Regions from separate parts of the Mus musculus genome. Here region 1 is linked to region 2. The links are chromatin contacts, called in public HiChIP or PLAC-seq maps. All regions are on one chromosome and are shown on one strand. Each heading gives the region's core, a stretch centred on a gene start, on an enhancer-like site or on the middle of the called end of the contact. The rest is flanking DNA. Distances are from core to core; before and after follow the strand shown.

Evidence for each region. HiChIP or PLAC-seq counts read pairs in DNA pulled down with a chosen protein or histone mark.
Region 1: an H3K27ac HiChIP or PLAC-seq map of large pre-B cells shows a contact between it and region 2, with 2.3 times the contacts expected there. The contact joins two enhancer-like sites. A contact is called at or near these places in 3 of 484 Hi-C or Micro-C datasets (Th17 cells, neural stem cells and pancreatic cancer cells), 2 of 115 datasets of contacts at active chromatin or transcription factors (embryonic stem cells and large pre-B cells) and 2 of 9 other capture datasets (embryonic stem cells and liver).

What each region holds. Positions count from the first base shown.
Region 1 is chr9:112,205,969-112,209,328 of GRCm38.p6, forward strand. All of the region lies in intron 1 of Arpp21 (cyclic AMP-regulated phosphoprotein, 21), which reads right to left. Among named protein-coding and RNA genes, the nearest start is that of 2310075C17Rik, 20 kb to the right of the region's middle. Within about 2 kb of position 2,018, at least 84 of the 459 cell types and tissues checked have an H3K27ac peak or open chromatin away from gene starts, as enhancers often do. A contact at or near this core is called in neural stem cells, where this site is marked.
Region 2 is chr9:112,100,821-112,104,396 of GRCm38.p6, forward strand. The region is part of intron 19 of Arpp21 (cyclic AMP-regulated phosphoprotein, 21); the gene reads right to left. It overlaps Gm51694 (a long non-coding RNA gene), which reads left to right. Exons shown (of 3, transcript XR_003948255.1): 1 at 1-3,576. Among named protein-coding and RNA genes, the nearest start is that of Gm51694, 15 kb to the left of the region's middle. Within about 2 kb of position 1,786, at least 59 of the 459 cell types and tissues checked have an H3K27ac peak or open chromatin away from gene starts, as enhancers often do. A contact at or near this core is called in neural stem cells, where this site is marked.

The DNA of each region.
Region 1 (3,360 bases), core at 768-3,267, 110 kb after region 2:
AAGTTCCTTTGAGTCCTATATCAATGACTACATTTCAAACAAAACAAAAGAACAACAAAAACCAAAACAAGTTTGGGGTTACACATGCCCTTGGCAGCAGAAGCTGGGTGATCATGTTATCTTTGCCCCTGAATTACTTTCTGAGTCCCATATCAAATAAAGTACAGAGCAAACTCTGCCTCAAAAACCAATGGTGTTGGCCATAGAGATGAGATCAGCATCTAAAGGTGCTTGTCCTACAAGCCTGGCAACCTGGGTTTGATTTTCCGAACTCACCTAAAGGTAGAAGAAAGCAATGGTCTCCAAAAAGTTCTGCTCCAGTCTCTCCTCACCTGCCTTGGCATGCCCCGGGGCCCAGCTTCTCTCCAGGCTGCTTCTGTGTGTACAGAGATGGACAGACAGAAGCTAAGCTCTGTGTGTGCTGAACTCATGCGTCCTGGGATAGGAGGGAAGGCTCGCCCTTCTCCTTACAAAGTGCTTCTTTAAGATACAACCCTGAGATTCCACCTCACACCAGTGAGAATGGCTAAGATCAAAAATTCAGGTGACAGCAGATGCTGGCGAGGATGTGGAGAAAGAGGAACACTCCTCCATTGTTGGTGGGATTGCAGGCTTGTACAACCACTCTGGAAATCAGTCTGGCGGTTCCTCAGAAAATTGGACATAGTACTACCGGAGGATCCAGCAATACCTCTCCTGGGCATATATCCAGAAGAAGCCCCAACTGGTAAGAAGGACACATGCTCCACTATGTTCATAGCAGCCTTATTTATAATAGCCAGAAACTGGAAAGAACCCAGATGCCCCTCAACAGAGGAATGGATACAGAAAATGTGGTACATCTACACAATGGAGTACTACTCAGCTATTAAAAAGAATGAATTTATGAAATTCCTAGCCAAATGGATGGACCTGGAGAGCATCATCCTGAGTGAGGTAACACAATCACAAAGGAACTCACACAATATGTACTCACTGATAAGTGGATACTAGCCCAAAACCTAGGATACCCACGATATAAGATACAATTTCCTAAACACATGAAACTCAAGAAAAATGAAGACTGAAGTGTGGACACTATGCCCCTCCTTAGAAGTGGGAACAAAACACCCATGGAAGGAGTTACAGAAACAAAGTATGGAGCTGAGATGAAAGGATGGACCATGTAGAGACTGCCATATCCAGGGATCCACCCCATAATCAGCTTCCAAATGCTGACACCATTGCATACACTAGCAAGATTTTACTGAAAGGACCCAGATGTAGCTGTCTCTTGTGAGACTATGCCGGGGCCTAGCAAACACAGAAGTGGATGCTCACAGTCAGCTAATGGATGGATCACAGGGCTCCCAATGGAGGAGCTAGAGAAAGTACCCAAGGAGCTAAAGGGATCTTCAACCCTATAGGTGGAACAACATTATGAACTAACCAGTACCCCTGAGCTCTTGACTCTAGCTGCATATGTATCAAAAGATGGCCTAGTTGGCCATCACTGGAAAGAGAGGCCCATTGGACACGCAGACTTTGTGTGCCCCGGTACAGGGGAACGCCAGGGCCAAAGGGGGGGAGTGGGTGGGTAGGGGAGTGGGGGTGGGTGGGTAAGGGGGACTTTTGGTATAGCATTGGAAATGTAAATGAGCTAAATACCTAATTAAAAAAAAAATAAATAAAAAAAAATTAAAAAAAAAAAAAAAAAAAAGATTGGCCTCTGTTTCTTGCTGTTGTAAACTTCTCAGGAATTTGAATTTTGAGAAGTGTCACTTCAGTTATGCTACACACACACACACACACTCACACACAAACACACACACAAGGACGGGGAGCACAGCAGCTGGGTTAAGTCACTTAAGTCAGAGTATTCACTCCTCTGCTGCCCCTCCCTAAATGCCAGCTCAGGCCACACAGAGGCCTGGAGATGCTTCGCTCAAAGAACAGAGCAGCAGCTGCAGGGAGCTGGCTGCTGTATCAGCTATACTCCTGGCCCCCTGCCTCCTGCAGGCACTCACTGGGGCACATGACCAAGGAAGCAGCTGGCTACCACCTTAAAGAGGAAATGCTGTAGCCTCGCCCCCACCCCATGCCACCTGCTCCAGAGCCAACCAACCAGCAGCAGCCTGCTCCCTTTGCAGAGGCACAGCAGCTGCCAGTTCACTCAGAGGCATGCCTGGGCCTTTCCCGATGAGGACAGAGCTGGGCACGGGAGGTCATCTTCAACACTTCCGGCAATCATCTGTGGATTTGAATTGTGGGGCATCAGAACTGTGTGCTCAAGTGGCAGGGTTTATGTCAGATTCCAAACGTACTTCAGCATTCCCTGCAGGCTTTCTGTAACATACTCCTATTCCAAGCAGAGGTTTTCATTTTGGTTTTATGCTGGGATGAAAATCTGCCAGAAACATGAGGTGGGGGGCAGGGGGTTGTTCAAGTCACTTTTAGACTAACTGACTTCTGAAAGGAGGCCCCTCTACTAGACAGCATCACACACACACACACACACACACACACACACACACACACACACACACACACAAACACACACACACACCAAGGGAAAACATAGTTCAGCTGGTAAAATGTATGACTCCAAATGGTGGGGACCCACATTCATCCCTAGTATTCATATTAAAAAGGTAGGCATGGCAACACATGCTTGTAATATCACTGCTGCATAGGTAAAGACTTGAAGATGCTTCAGACTCCATAACCAGGAAGTCTCCTCTAGTCACGGAGTTCTGGGTAAGTGAGAATCACTGTCCTAAGAAAAAGGCTGACAGTTTCCTAGGAAGGATCTGCAAGGTTGTCTGTGGCCTTCACTCACACAATACACGTATGTGCATATGCTACTGCGTGCACAGACAACACAGATGGACGAAATGAAACAAGCACGTTGGATGTTCTGTGCCTTCGAGTAGCCTAGGACGCAGAGCATGATATTTTGAGGCCACAGGACTCCGAGGGAGCCTTGAGTGTCAGTGTCAGATCCGGGTCCTTGGGTTTCTGTAGAATCCGAACCTTGGAAACAAAAGTGGACAGCTCGCCCTGCCCAAGGCTGCACAGTGGACTCCCCACTTCTCAGAAATATGGCCCCGATACCTTTACTCTTAGTCAGTTAAGGCGACTAAAAAACAGGCCTGATTTCAGCCACTGGCAACTCTCTCCATGCGCTGAAACCACAACCCTCCCTCCTGGTCCACCCAGCAACGCGAGTGGCTATGCTTGGCGCTGTTGATGATAGGTCTAGAATGGAAAAAGGCAAAATACTGACACTCTTCTATGCACATGGAGGCTCAAAACACGGGATCCTGTTTTGTGCAAGTGCTGACACATTTTTCATAATAAAAATGATGATATCTAAAATTT
Region 2 (3,576 bases), core at 536-3,035:
CTAGGTTCCCTTTTTATCATCTAAGAATAAAAAACTTTGTTGGTTCTTCAATCTATTGAGATTATTTTTCACTTGGAGCTATAAAAACATTTCCCTTTAAACTGGAATTAGAAAAAAACAGCAACAGAGTGTAACCTAGCTTTGCTGCCAGCCTCCTCCAGCTGATGCCTCAGAATCTCTGACTTCCTGTTGTGGTAGATGTTACAGGAAGTTCTCTGACTTCCTGTTGTGGTGATACTGTATAAGGAAGCATCCATTAATATCTTGTGAGTGTCTTTGCATCATAAGTACCCAAGCCTGCTAACAGATCTCACATTTTAGTACCTTCCCTCCATTTGATTGCCTATGTTCCTACCCGTAAACACCTCTGAACACACTCTTAAAGACCAAGCAGGGAAGCAAACCTTTGCTGGCTGCATCAGATGCTATTTCTGGTGACCTAGAGATGCTTTTGAAAGTATAGATGGATATTCATGCTCAGCCCAGTTCCCATGGCATTCTCACCGATGGGAGTTCCCTTTGAACACTGGGAAGGAAACAAAACTCAGAATACTTTTCAAAGTAAGATTTGCTTCAGGCCAGTGGTTCTTAAATATTAATGCCATATTAATTGCTGAAGAATGCATATCATAGGAACTGAACTGACCTACGTTGAGTTTTAGAATCCATTGTGTTTAAAGAGAAAGGAAGCTTTTGTTAAGATTGAAGGAATGCATCTGCCCCACCCAAACAGAATCATTTTTGGCTAGACATTGGCAATTAGAGGAATTTGTGACTCCCCAAGTCCCCATTTATTAGTGCTCTGCATGACCCTTCCACACACCAGTCTAAAAGCAGGCACAATATGATTTCAAAAGCAGTTATTTGGCCCTGGTGTTCCAGTACAGGGGAACGCCAGGGCCAAGAAGTGGGAGTGAGTGGGTAGGGGAGTGGGGGGGGGGCATGAGGGACTTTTAGGATAGCATTGGAAATGTAAATGAAGAAAATACCTAACTTTAAAAAAAATCAGTTATTTAGGAATCATGAAAGAATGTTTTTCTCTTAGCTAGATTTTTTCTTTTAAATCGTTGTTGGGGATAGGAGGTGCGGTAAGGAGTGGGGCTGTGTGTAAGCCAGCAGTGGGGCCATGTATATTCCAGCAATAATCTCACGTTTTCTTTGGTGTGAAAGTTAGAGGAAAACCTCTGAGGCTCATCTTCACCTCGTTTTTTTTTTTTTTTTTTTTTTTTTTTTGTATGACGCAGGCTCCCTGACCCTCAGGCTTCTGGCTGTTCTCTTTTCTTCACCTCCCATCTCAGTGGAGGAGATCTGGGATTGAACATGTGCTCTACCACAGCTAGCTTTTTAATGTGGCTCCTGGGGATCTGAACTCTGGTCAGCACAGTTGTATGGCATGCGCTTTACCCACAGAGCTATCCACCCAGATCTCCAATTTATTTGTTCATTTGCTGGCACTGTGGATTGAACCCAGAGCACTGCACCTTCTAGATAAACATCCTACTACCAGGTTTCATGCCCAACTATGCCTTGGCTAATTGGTATCCCATTCACAGGCGCTGCCAGAGGATGAGTCTCCCATTCACAGGGCAGTGACAGGCTCCTTCATTTTAAAGTCTTCACAATTATAATTTGATTTCACAACATCTTCATCTCCATTTTTTTCTATGTACATAATATAGCTCAGGCAATCATGAAGTCCCCATCAAGTTCCTTTAGGACTAGCAGACATACAACTCCCAGCTGGTGTGTCTTTCCACTTCCTGCATCTACTCCCACGCCTGTTAGCTCCTCAATAAAGCCATCTGTTGTGATTCCTCAGAGGCTCAGCCTCCCCAGAGGCTCTCCAAACCCAAGCCAGGCTCCTGCTACAAATATAACAGAAACAGCCACATGGCAGCTGTCCCTTTACGAATGCTGCCTGTCAACCGAGAAGCAAATGGAAAGAATTCAAGTTGACAGTCTTTAGAACAATGCCACAAACCCTCGGGGCTGGGAGTTGAGGCAGGAGGATAGCTCATGTTGATGCTGGGAGCTGGTATTACTGAACTACATAATTTATACCCAGTTACTGTCACACAAGCCAATAATAATGAGCAAAGGAAGGGGGCTTGGACTCTTGTTAGTCTGATTCTCGCCATCCCCTTAACAAACCCTGGCTTAGTATCTTTTCATAGGCTTCTGAAATCTGTAAGTACACACAATCATGCACAGGATTTCTTGCTCTATTCCATCTCATTACTGAGATGGAAGGAGATTCCTACAGCGCTGCAGTGTTACTGAACAGGATGGGGACACAGGCTCACTCTTCCTATTTGGGTAATTTAAATTATTGACATTTTAATTCAAAGTACAAGTGTCTGTTGGCTATACTGGAAGGGACACGTGGCCAAAACAACATTGATTTTTCTGCCCCAACTATCTTTCTTCAGTTTACAGTGAATGAGACCCACACCAGCAAGTTAAGATACTTTGGAAGATACCGCATCAGAGCCATCACAGACTGAGCATCTGAAGGTAGGAAAATAAGTTTCACTGGATTAATCCACATGAGAAGAAAGGTGGGCATGGTGAGAGAAAAATATTAGAAAATAAATGACATTAACATGTTTTTTCATCTCTATTTGTACTGGGGAGCTAATCCTGCAGAGGGGGCATTGGCCTCAGCCTGCTTGGATTCCTGTGGTGTCAGCTGAGCAGGTAGCAACTCCGCAGAAGGGAGGAGAAGGAGTGGGCTTGTGGCTCTCCCTTCTGTGACTGACAGGCTCAGCAGTGGGGTACGAGAGAAGCCAGCCACTGTGTGTGCATATTCATCATTGCTCTGAGGAAGGCAGCAATCAGAGACCGAAGGATCGATATGCTGCAAAGAAGTTGAACTTTAGATCTCAAGTGGTGTGGGGTTATTGATTTCCCGGTGCTTCCAGGAAGCCGAATGCTCCAGGTCGCTCAGGTCATCTACGAACTTGCTGTGTAATATTTCCAGAATTAGAACTCAGTCGGCTCACCTTCTTAGAATGTTCAGTTTCTATGTTTGTCTTGCTACATTTTATATCATTATTATTTATTGTTGTTATTATTATTATTAATATTATTTTAAACCAGGTCTTCTCTATCCCCAGCTGACCTCACACTCTATATAGCCAAGGATGACCTCAAACTTCTGACTGCCCTGCCTCTAGCTCTTGAGTGCCTGGGCTACAGTTGTGTATCCACCCAGATGATGGATTTGAATTCAAGATCTCATGCATATGAGGCAAGCATTCTTACAACAGGGCTACATACTTGGAGCTACATCTTCTCATTTTTAATGGAGGGAGAAAGACTTGTAGAGATCCTTCAGAAGCATTCTTAATAAGTGTGTTGTGAATATTGACAAATTAATAGGTGACTTTACAGCAGTCACTAAACATGCCATTGTATCCCATCAGAGTCAAAAAACAAAAACAAAAACAAAAACAAAAAACAAAACACCCCCCCCCAATCCTTTATACAAATTTCAGGGCCTGAAAATAAATGTAAAACCAGATTTTACCCATCATTTAGAAGCAATTCATCTGGACCATCACATTTAGACTTGCA